2 separate regions of the Rattus norvegicus genome follow, and region 1 is linked to region 2. The links are chromatin contacts, called in public Hi-C maps. All regions are on one chromosome and are shown on one strand. Each heading gives the region's core, a stretch centred on a gene start, on an enhancer-like site or on the middle of the called end of the contact. The rest is flanking DNA. Distances are from core to core; before and after follow the strand shown.

Region 1 (5,544 bases), core at 208-2,707, 140 kb before region 2:
AAATGACAACGTACAGAAATCAGTTCTCTCTTTCTACCACGCCCCAGAAATCCAACTAGGTTGTCAGGCTTAGCACAGGAACTTTTATCAAAAGAGCTAACTTACTAGCAAGCAAACTTTTATTAATCAATTTTATGTACACTAAAATATATACATATATAACTTTAAGAAGCCCTTTCAAAAAGTAAGATCAGAAGCTGTCTTATGAATGAAATGGCTCTTGAAACAAGTTGTAATAAATTTTTTCTGTTGTTTTTTGAGACAGGGTTTCACTGTGTAGCCTTGGCTACCCTAAAATCTGCTCTGTAAATCAGGCTGGCCTCAAACTCATGAGATCTGCCTGCTTCTGTCTCCTGAATGCTAATTTATATTTCTTAAATTTTTCTGGTTATATAGAAAAAAATGGCATTCTTTACTTTTGAAAGCCCCATTTCCTTAAGCTGTCATAGGTCTCAGCATGAACAAGGGAGAAACATTACAAAGCATCACAGCACTATGAATCTGTTCCCATGGTAGCTTTGGGGGGGGTTTCTTTTTTTTTTTTTTTTTTTAAAGATTTATTTATTTATTTATTATATATAAGTACACTGTAGCTGTCTTCAGATACACCAGAAGAGGGCATCGGATCTCTTTACAGATGGTTGTGAGCCACCATGTGGTTGCTGGGAATTGAACTCATGACCTATGGAAGAGCAGTCGGGTGCTCTTAACCGCTGAGCCATCTCTCCAGCCCGGGGGGGGGGGTTTTCTTTTAAAACACAAATATGAAATGTCTTTATAAAAATATTCCAAAAGGGTTGGGGATTTAGCTCAGCGGTAGAGCGCTTGCCTAGCAAGTGCAAGGCCCTGGGTTCGGTCCTCAGCTCCGAAAAAAAGGAAAAAAAAAAAAAAATTCCAATAGCTTCTTACTAGACATGACGTTTTGCTGGCTCACCACACCTGGCACCTAGAGGAAGCTAAATAAAGTGTTTACTGATGGAGAAAACAGACAGGTAAGAGACTTCAGAAGCTCAGCCTAGTGGTACAGGTTGGTATTAACACTAACTCAGGAGGCTGAGGTGGGCACGGACACCTGAGTGAGACGAGGTCTGAAAATGAAGAGAGGACGGGCTGGATATGTAGTTCAGTCAGCAGGCAGAGTTCTAGCGCACATTCAGAAAACCCTGAAATGCTGAGCTATGAGCCGCATCGTTTACTTCTGGAGGGCGCATTAGTTCATGGAAGCAGAAATCACATTCTATTCTCATGTCCCAGCCACTTTCTCCAAATCCCAATCCTCTAAATGTTCTAACACAAGCAAAGCTAAAACACCGTATTTTTCAAGTCTCAGTACCTCAGGAAAGGTAAGCCTTTGCTTCCCACGGTTTTAACCCCCCCATCTTAACCTCAGTGTCAAGAATGGGAAAGTGACACTGTGAGTACTACTGAGTCATGCAGTGGGGGTGTAACTACGGGAAATCAGGAAATGCCAGCCCCATGTAATCAGGTCAAGCTTCAAGATCAACTGGTCTGTCCCGGTCTGAGGGGTTGGGGGCGGGGGAACCTCCCTTAGTGCTTCATCTCTCAGTCTTATGACCTGTCCTCCCAATGTTAAAGGGTTTTGACCTCAAAGACTCTGCTTAATATATCTACACTTACTTTTAAAAAGTATTTTGCGGGTTGGGGGTTTAGCTCAGTGGTAGAGCGCTTGCCTAGCAAGCGCAAGGCCCTGGGTTGGGTCCCCAGCTCCGAAAAATAGAAAAGTTAAAAAAAAAAAAATTAAAAAAAAAAAAAAAGAGTATTTTGCCCCATCAAAAGAGACTTGCATTTATCTCATGTGTGTCTGTTGTCTGCAGAGGCCAAGACATGTTGGATGCCCTGGACCTGGGTGCCAGAGACTCTTGAACCGAGTTACTTTTTTCTGAGCCATCAAATGGGTGTTGGGAAAGGAATGAGTCTTCTGCAGGAGCAGCCAGTGCTCCAACTGGGAGTCATGGCTCTTCTTTTTTCTTAAGCTTTATTTTTATCTATGCGCATGTGTGTGCTGTGTGCAGGATACTGAGGAGGCCAGAGGCGTGGGATCTTCCTGGAGCTGAGTTACAGGCAATTGTGAGGTTCCCAAACTGGGTGCCAGGACTTAACTGAGGGTCTTTTCAAGAGTATGACCTGAGCTGAGCTCAACTCCAGTCCTTGCTTTGCTTAACATACATGCTAACATGAAGAATTTACGACTTTATTTGTACAAACAACCCAGTTATTATTTCCAGTGTTACTGCCTGAGTCTAGATGCCCTGACCTTTATTATCTCTAGGCAGCTCTGTTCTCTACATCCTCACTGTGAAACAACTTCACAGAGGGAAAGCTGAAGGAAAACAAACACGCTTCACACTTTACTAGGTTGTTTTTCTTGCCCTTTTTTTAAAATATAAGTTTGACTTTTAAAAAAATTTGGGGGGCTGGAGAGATGGCTCAGTGGTTAGAGCACTGACTGCTCTTCCACAGGTCCTAAGTTCAAATCCCAGCAGCCACATGATGGCTCACAACCATCTGTGATGGGATCCGATGCCCTCTTCTGGTGTGTCTGAGGAAGACAGCTACCGTGTACTCATATACAATAAATAAATCTTTACCACAATAAATAAGTAAATGAATAAATGAATAAATAAATAAATAAGGGGACAGGACAGATATGTATGTGGAAGTCTGAGGTTCACATCAGATGTCATCCTCAACCATTCCCCATTTTATTTACTGAGTGAATCCCATGTTGAACCTAGAGCTCACCTCAACTAGTGTAGCCAACTTGGTGTGGGGTCCTTTGCTTGCCTGCTAGAGTAACAGGATCAAAGGAGAGAGGCCATGCATCCCCATGTTTTATGTGGGTGCGGACCAGAAAGATGGCTCAGTGCATAAAGCACTTGCTATGCATCTTTCTGGTCCAGTTTGACAATTATAAACACATAAAACCCTACATTCTGGAGAGATGGCTTAGAAATTAAGAACACTGGTTTTCTCTTTAAGAGATCCTGAATTCAAATCCCAGCACCCACATGGTGGATCAGAAGGCCCTCTTGGGGTGAAAGAGCAAGCAAGCGCGCACACACACCTTTTCTGTGAATAAAAAACTAATATCTCATTAAATTGCTTAACCATAAATTGCTTATCCACGGTAATTACTGTTTAAACTATACTTAAAATTAGTATGATCTGCATGACAGAATCCACATTTATGCTCTGGAAGAGGCAGATCATCTGTGCTCCAGGCCAACCAGGGCAAAACAGTGAATCGTACGTATCTTGGAAAACTATTTTTTTCTTTTTATTTGTTTTCTGTGTGCGCGCTCACACATATGCCTGTCTGAATTTATATGTACTACGTACAGACACCAGAGGAATCCATGGAATGGAAGCTGTGAACAGAACTTTGGTATTCTGCAAAAGCTGTAGTCATTTTAAAACAAAAACAGCATCCTGGGACAGTAGGAACTTTTAGAAATTCAGAAACCACCCAGCTCCACTTCAGACTTAAATAATCAACCTGCCCATAAAGTTAGGCTTTGCTCTAAACAAAACCAACCAAATAGCCTTTGTTTTTGTACTTAAAAACAGGGCTGGGGAGATGCCTAACTCTGGCTCGGGGGTTAGGAACTCCTCTTCCACAGGACCTAGGTTCAATCCCTAGTACCCATATAGAAGCTCATACAGTTATCCATCTGTTATTCCAGTCTCAAAGGATCCAATGTATTCTTCTGGCTTCTGCAGGCACCTATACTCAGGCGAAACACCCATAATGCAAGATAAACAATAGGGGGGACATGGTCATGTATGCCTTTAATCCCAGCACTCGGGGGCAGAGGCACCTATGAGTTCACAGGCCAGCCTCATCTACATAGAATTCTAGGTTTATCTATGCAGAGACCCCCTGCCTAGAAAAACAAACAACAAAATTACCAACCCCCACCCCAACTAGTGGTAAACTAAGTGCTTGGATCACAGAAATGAGTCTCCATCTTATTTTTACACTTTTTAAGTGATTGCTTTAAAAAAGGTTTTGCAGGGTTGGGGATTTAGCTCAGTGGTAGAGCGCTTGCCTAGGAAGCACAAGGCCCTGGGTTCGGTCCCCAGCTCCGGAAAAAAAAAAAAAAAAAAAAAAAAAGGTTTTGCTGTAAATAACACAGAACTCAAAATACCATCTGGTTTTATCACAATGCCCCCCTCACCACAACCATCAAATAACCCCAAATCTGCCAATCTGGCATACACACATTTGTAATTCCAGCAGGCAGAGGATCTTGAGTTCCAACCTGGCCTGAGTTTATAAGGACCTACACCAAAACAGAGGCCAATGCTTGAAATCCCATGGCCTGCTTTGATCTATGCTGTCATGGCTGCCCAGCTCATAAGATTGTGCTTGTTAAACAAAGCTAGGCTGCTCCACTTTGATGGCTTCCTAAAAGAAATTAACAAAACAAAACCAACCAAACAAAAAACCCAGCAAGCAAGTTTCATGGTCACAACTAACCACCTTAGATGTACTGTTCATTCATAAAGTTCCTTAGAATCTACAGAGATGGGACGGCAGTATAGACCTATATTTCAGCACCTGGAGCTCAAGGGCTAATGACTCATGACTAGCCTGGGCTAGAGGGAACTATGTCAAAGAAGTTCAACTCACTTTAACTGCCTAATTCTGTAGAGGTAAATTTTCTCTGTCCTGCGTTTAGGCAGAGGAAGACAATGCTGGTTTTCTTCAATGAATTGGGTTATCTCTTGCCTTGCCATAACCTTGCCTTGTACTCAATGGCCTAGCAAGGTCACATATGTGCATATTTTATGTAAGGGGGGGCGGGGGGGGGGGTTGAGACAGAGTCTAACTATGTAGCTCTGTCTGTCTTAGAACTCAATATGTAGACCAGGCTGGCCTCAACCTCAAGAGATCCCTCCCGCCTCTGCCTCCCAAGTGCCGGAACAAAAGGTGTGTGCCACCCTGCATGAGGCTGGCTTTATGTTACTTAATCTCATTATTATTCTTTAAATAGTCAGGTTTAAGAATTATTCCTCTGGGGGTTGGGGATTTAGCTCAGTGGTAGAGCACCTGCCTAGCAAGCGCAAGGCCCTGGGTTCGGTCCCCCACTCCGAAAAAAAGAAAAAAAAAAAAAAAAAAACCAAAAAAACAAAAAAAAACCCCAAGAATTATTCCTCTGTATTACTGAGTAAATCTGGAAAGTGCTGTCCCTACTACTGAGCAACTAATCAGGAAATATAAAATCTGTTTCTTACAGAAGGTTGAAAGCAATTCTGTGTTGAGATTGGGTCACTCGGATCACTTGCACGATAACCTTAAGGTAGAGCTCACTCCAGAGGATGCTGCAGGATAGGAGCGTGTGCGTAACTACGCTCTGTGCCACTGTTCATCCTGTTCCAAGGCAGTGATGCAGACAGTACCCTTGAATAAGCCCCCAGGGCATGCATCAAAACCACTGCCAAATCTAAATTCAGACACTCTTTTGCTATTATAGCTTAATTCACATTTATAAGATTAACAGATTAATAGAGAAAATTTAG
Region 2 (5,603 bases), core at 2,946-5,445:
GGTTGGAAGATACCCCGAGCTCTCTCTGCTCTGGCAGTTGGATCTTGTGGGCACATTTGGTAGCAGGATGTGCTTTCTTAAAAGGCAGAAAGACAAATATCTTGTGAAACATTCAGCTAAACGGACGAGATTTCGGAGGCCTAATTAAATGCATGCCTCATGCCGCACTTTGTCAGGCTTTCTGGGTAATGGATTTTGTGTTTGCAAGTGGACCACACTTTGCAAAGCCTGAAAAATCACCGGCTAGATTAATGGGCTAAATAAAGTAGCCAAAACCCTATTACAATTTATATAGACTCCTTGGTTATCCATTTGGATTGAAGTGTAGTCATCACCTGACGTTCTCCCAGAGGCTCAAACCATCGCCAGGGCTGAGAGCTTCGTATTTACCAGCATCTTTGAGAAATACTTCACAAACGTGTCAGAACTGACTCCAATATTAAATGCGTGTGGCGGGCGCGGCCCTATTTCTCCTCCTCTGGAAGCAATTCCCATTACTGTGACTGGACTGGGCTTCCCACAGCAAATCTGTGAAATCTTTGGGGGAGAAGAGGAGACCCCCCCCCCGGGGGTCAACAGAGACAAGAGGTATCCCAGGTTAGAGACAGAGCCCTAGAAAAGATGGAAACAGTCCACAGAGGCCACACCACAAGTCCTGTGGCTTCTGGTGTGAATGACCTGGTCCTTGTCCTGGGCTTCACATGGAGCTATTGTATGTGGACAGAGCTGCAGGCTGGAATGATTGATGGATGGTCATACTCAAAGCTCCACTCCTGCAGAAAATCCCTGGGAGCTGGCACCCCTTACCATGTGTGCCCATGGTGGGAGCGGGGGCGGGGGGCGTGGGGACGGGGTGGTGACCCTATTGTGAGATTCCATTCAACCTAGCAGAAGAGGAACTCAAGGTCAGACTTCAGCAGATTACGAAATAATAAAGTCATCCATGAAGATCAATTATGACTTCTGTCAGTTGGCAATCCCATTAAGGTAGAGACAGCCCACCCCCAGGATAACAGGACAGTATAAGAAAGGACTGTGTATAAAGGTTTGGGCAGGATTTCACTGCCCCAACAGGGGACTGGCAATAAAGGTGTCGTAGATTCCCTGAGCCAGAAGCAGGAAGTTCAAGGAAGAGTCAGATCCATCCAAAGCTAAAGGGAGCTGCCGATCCAAGGGAGTCTATATGTAGTCAGTCCTGACCCCATGTTTCCCCCTCTCTCATCTCCTGCCTGCCTGCCCATCCGGCTGAGCCCAGTAGCCAAAGTGGGAGAGGTTCCCACCGCCACGGAGCTCCATGTAGATTGTAGAGGGGAACCTGGACAGGCAGACCGATTTTCTGTGGGTTGAATTCCGAAATCCAATGAGGAACTGAAAGGCTTTTCAAGGTCAGTCAGTCACTCTCCTGGGTTTACCATGAAGGAAATGGATGGAGGCCTGTTGAGCCAGTTAACAGAGGACCTGAGCCAGCCAGTTAGCAGAGGGCCCAGAGTCACATAGCTGATGACTTGCGCCGGAGCAAAAATTCAGACACCGGTCTACCTGGTTCCAAAGTTTAATTCGCCAGGCCACTAAACTACCTCACACTGGCATAGAAGAGTCTGGAGGAAGAGCCACCATCAGGCCACCAAGGTAGGTGACTGAAGGGCTCCTCGAGGGTTAGCACCAACATATTGTGTGGCTTTCTTTGTCTCCAGGGGCTCTCGAAGCAGCCCGCTCTCCCTACATTCTAACTTACGTTGCTACTATTTTAAGTGGATATGTGCATGAAAATAAGCCACCCAATCACACGGAGGTCAGAGACTAACTCTGAGAAGTCAGTTCCTCCTTTCTGACTCATTAAGTAGTAACTCTCTTGTTTCTTCATTCTCCAGGATACCTGACCTGTGGGCTTTGGGACAACTTTCCTGTCTCTACCTTCCATCCCAAGATGGGAGTCCTGGGGTTACAGAAGGGGGCCTCCATATCCAACCTTTTGTGGGTTCAGGGGATTGGATCCAGGACATCGGGCTTGTGTGGCGAGCACGTTTACCTGCCTCCCCTCCCCTCCTTTTCTGAGCTAGAACCTCAGAACCCAGGCTGACCTTGAACTCATAATTTTCTTGTCTCAGGCATGGGATTACAGGTGTGCATTGCTACGCCCAGCCCAGGCAGCCTTGTCTCCTACCCACGTGGGGCTAATGGTTGAGAAAAAAAGAAACCCAAGCCCATACTTCAGAGCAGAGGAAGATGGATCAAAACCGTTGGCTGGTGATGGGAAAGCAAAAGTGTATTTTCGTTCTGGATGCTTCGCCGGTGCTATTTTTTTCTCTCATCTTCTTCTTTTCCCGAGCTTAATGTTTGGTGTATTTATAGAATTCAGGGGGAGTATTTAAGGGTAGCTGGCGATAGAGCTGCATTTGGGGCCATCAGAAAACTCAGAACCATGCGGGAAAAGGTTGTTGGGAAGGTGGGAGGGGGTGAGAAGAGGCCAGGAACAGAAGGACACAGATGGGCTTCATCCTTCACGTGACCGAGACCTTCTCAGTCTCCTGAACCGATGACATCAAGGCAAAGTCTTTGATAGGGCCACAGATGGAATGACAGAACCCAAATGATGGGTAAGCCAATGAATGAACAAGGAAACCATGGTTGGTGTGTGAGTACAGTAAAACGAGAGTCTTCCTTTAAAAAATGAAACAGAGAACTTAGGGGCTGGAGGGATGGCTCAGTGAGGTGCTTGCTGTGCAGGTATAAGGACTTGATTTAAATCTTCATAATCCGTGAGGAGATGCCAAGCATGGGAGGGAGAATCAGGAGGATGCTTGGAGATCATTGGTTAGTCGGTCTAGGCCAAAATGATGGGCACCGTGTTCAGTGAGAGACCATATTGGAAAAAACAAAAAGGTAGGGCTGGGCAATGGTGGCATCTGCCTTTAATGCAGCACTTGGGAGGCAGAGTCAGGAGGATCACTGTGAGTTCGAGGCCAGCCTTGTCTTGCAGAGTGAGTTCCAGGACAGCCAGGGCTACACAGAGTAAGCCTGAAAACAGAAAGAAAGAGACAGTGGACACTGATCTCTGGCTTCCATCAGTCTGGGCACACAGATGCACCTGCACACACCTGTGTATACGAACACACACCCACGGAGTACTGGTACAGGCTGCACCATGGATGAACCGGGAGGACGCTGTGCTGAGGGGAAGAACCCATCCCAAAGGACACATATTGAGCAAGCGAGCATTCTAACCACTGAGCCTCCTTCCAGCCCTCTCTGCCTTGTTCACTCTTACATTGTTCAGGACCTAAAATGACCTGGCACTTAACTGGTATCTGGCAGATGCCCAGGGACACAAAAATGGGCTACGGTCAAATCAGTTAATATTTCTTGGGTGCCACTAAACAAAAACGTTGTTTCATGGCGTTGCCTTGTACACATTTGCCTGCCTACTGTGTGCCAGGCATGACTAACACAAGTGCCACTGCCACAAAAAATACAGAACAAGACAGACCAGAAGTCCTGCTGGGTAGAGCGTGCTTTCCTTAGCACAACATAATAGCATCAAACAGATGTACCGTTGCTATTTTGATCGAGAAGAAAACAAGAGCGAGGTCTCCAAGGGTCGCAAGGCCACTCAGTTCACTCAGAGACCTAGCTTCACCCCACATCCCAGCAGGTGTTGAGTTTTGCCCAGAGTGAGGCCTTGGTGGTTACAGATCTCAGGCCCTAACCTTGCTTCTCAGAAAGACCAAACTTGCCTTCTGGGAACAGGCCCCAGAGCAATGGGAACCAGTGAATCCCATGACCTCGGTGTCCCTGCCCGTTCCCTCCCCTCCACCCCAACTCCAGGATGATGGTGGCTCACACCTGGGGTGTTGTAGATTTGAGCCACAGATCTCAGTCACCCTGCTACTTTATCGGCATGTGACATCCCCGAGTGGCTGAGGCCTGCGGGCCAGGCAAAGAATTCAGCTTGAGTAAAAATAAACCTGCCGCATTCCTTGGCAGCCCCCTGCCCCTTCCCGCTCTCAGCCCTCCATCCAGGCAGCAGAGGCTGCCAGGGAGTGGGGGAAGGGGGAGGCTGGGCTAGCAGTGTTGCTGGCCAACCCTGAGAAAGAGAAAGAGAGAGAGAGAGAGAGGGAGAGGACAAGAGGGAGGGAGAGAGCTAGATGGCCTTATATGGGAACATAGGCAGACAATATGTGGCAATGGCTTAGAGGGCGGCAGAGGTCAGATACCAGACAGCTGGAAGAAATTAAACATGGGACAGAGCAGGTTCTGGGCCCAGAAAACAGCTCTCGTTTCACAGCGAGGCTGCACAAAGCTGGCCTGGCTTTCCTTTTTTTTTTTTTTTTTGCCTAAACGGAGCAAGACCTTCATCCAAAACTCTCCACAACTTGGTTTCTGGCCCCCACCCCCCATGGCTGGCTGACAGAGGTCTCGGCGTTTTGAAGTCGTTTCTTTGGTGAACCATATACCTTGTCGCAGAACACAAGGAGAAAAGAGACCAGGCTTGTCTCTTATGAGTTTCCAGTAATTCTCCCAAAGCACATACATTAGTGGGTAATAAAATTAAAAAACAAACAACAACAACAAAAACCCAGCCACTCAACAAATACTGAGACTCTCTTATTTCTAGGTGTTGGTTGATCCAGGGGCTGGAAAGACTTGACAGATATTTCAACAATTAAAAATATTTGCTTGGGGCTGGAGAGACGGCTCAGTGGTTAAGAGCACTGACTGCTCTTCCAGAGGTCCTGAGTTCAAATCCCAGCAACCACATGGTGGCTCACAACCATCTGTAATGAGATCTGATGCCCTCTTCTGGTGTATCTGAAAACAGCAACAGTGTACTCATATATAATAAATAAATAAATCTTTTAAAAAAAATATTTGCTTAACTCTGCCTGTGTTCATTACTGATGCAGAACATTGGTTGAGCATCGTCGGCCGCTACCATGGTGGACTCGGGAAGTTGAAAGGAGGCAGAATGACAATCCGTCGGTTCTGAAGACAGCTCTTCCAGTACCCCCCAGGAATATCTCCGTTTAACACAGGGCGTTTCAACCTGGCCATGGTAGACATTGAGGCTGGCTTGCCTGTTGCGGAGGGCTCTTTCGTTACTGTTGGATGTTCAGCGGTTATCTCGGACCTCTCCTCCACGCTTCTTTTTGGACCCATCATGACGAAGAGTTATCTCCATCTGACGGCAAATGTCTTGGGGACAGGAGATGCCAAGCCCTGTCCCCGGCTGAGAATCACTGATTGAGGAGCTGGGGAAGAGGAGGTGCAGAGTGAGCGAAGAGGCTCCTAAGGGTCACGTGATCGCGAGTAGCCTTCATACCCTGATCCTAAACCTGTGATCCTAATCACTACAGAGTAGAACTCTGTCTCTTGAGGAACGGACGGTCATGAGTTTGGATGACTGAAACCCTCCCTGAGCTCAACTCCTCGAAGAGAGGGGCTCTGGCCATTTGGATCCTCTAAGAAGCAAGGAAGGAACGAACCCGGAAGGGAGCTGTGAAGGGTCAGAAGTTCATATTCTTTCTTTTCTTGTCGCCATGACCAAAGTACGTGACAAGAAGTAACTTAAGGGAGGAAGAGTTTATTTTGGTGAGGCAACTGGT

Evidence for each region. A called contact is a pair of places that touch in the nucleus more often than the background predicts.
Region 1: a contact with region 2 is called in a Hi-C map of the A7r5 cell line, with 4 times the contacts expected there. The contact joins two enhancer-like sites. A contact is called at or near these places in 3 of 12 Hi-C or Micro-C datasets (the A7r5 cell line, the Rat2 cell line and mammary epithelial cells).

Annotation. Positions count from the first base shown.
Region 1 is chr12:39,748,679-39,754,222 of GRCr8, reverse strand. The region is part of intron 5 of Atp2a2 (ATPase sarcoplasmic/endoplasmic reticulum Ca2+ transporting 2); the gene reads right to left. Among named protein-coding and RNA genes, the nearest start is that of Atp2a2, 18 kb to the right of the region's middle. Within about 2 kb of position 1,457, at least 2 of the 93 cell types and tissues checked have an H3K27ac peak or open chromatin away from gene starts, as enhancers often do. A contact at or near this core is called in the A7r5 cell line, where this site is marked.
Region 2 is chr12:39,609,408-39,615,010 of GRCr8, reverse strand. No RefSeq gene overlaps it. Among named protein-coding and RNA genes, the nearest start is that of Ift81, 6.4 kb to the left of the region's middle. Within about 2 kb of position 4,195, at least 35 of the 93 cell types and tissues checked have an H3K27ac peak or open chromatin away from gene starts, as enhancers often do. A contact at or near this core is called in the A7r5 cell line, where this site is marked.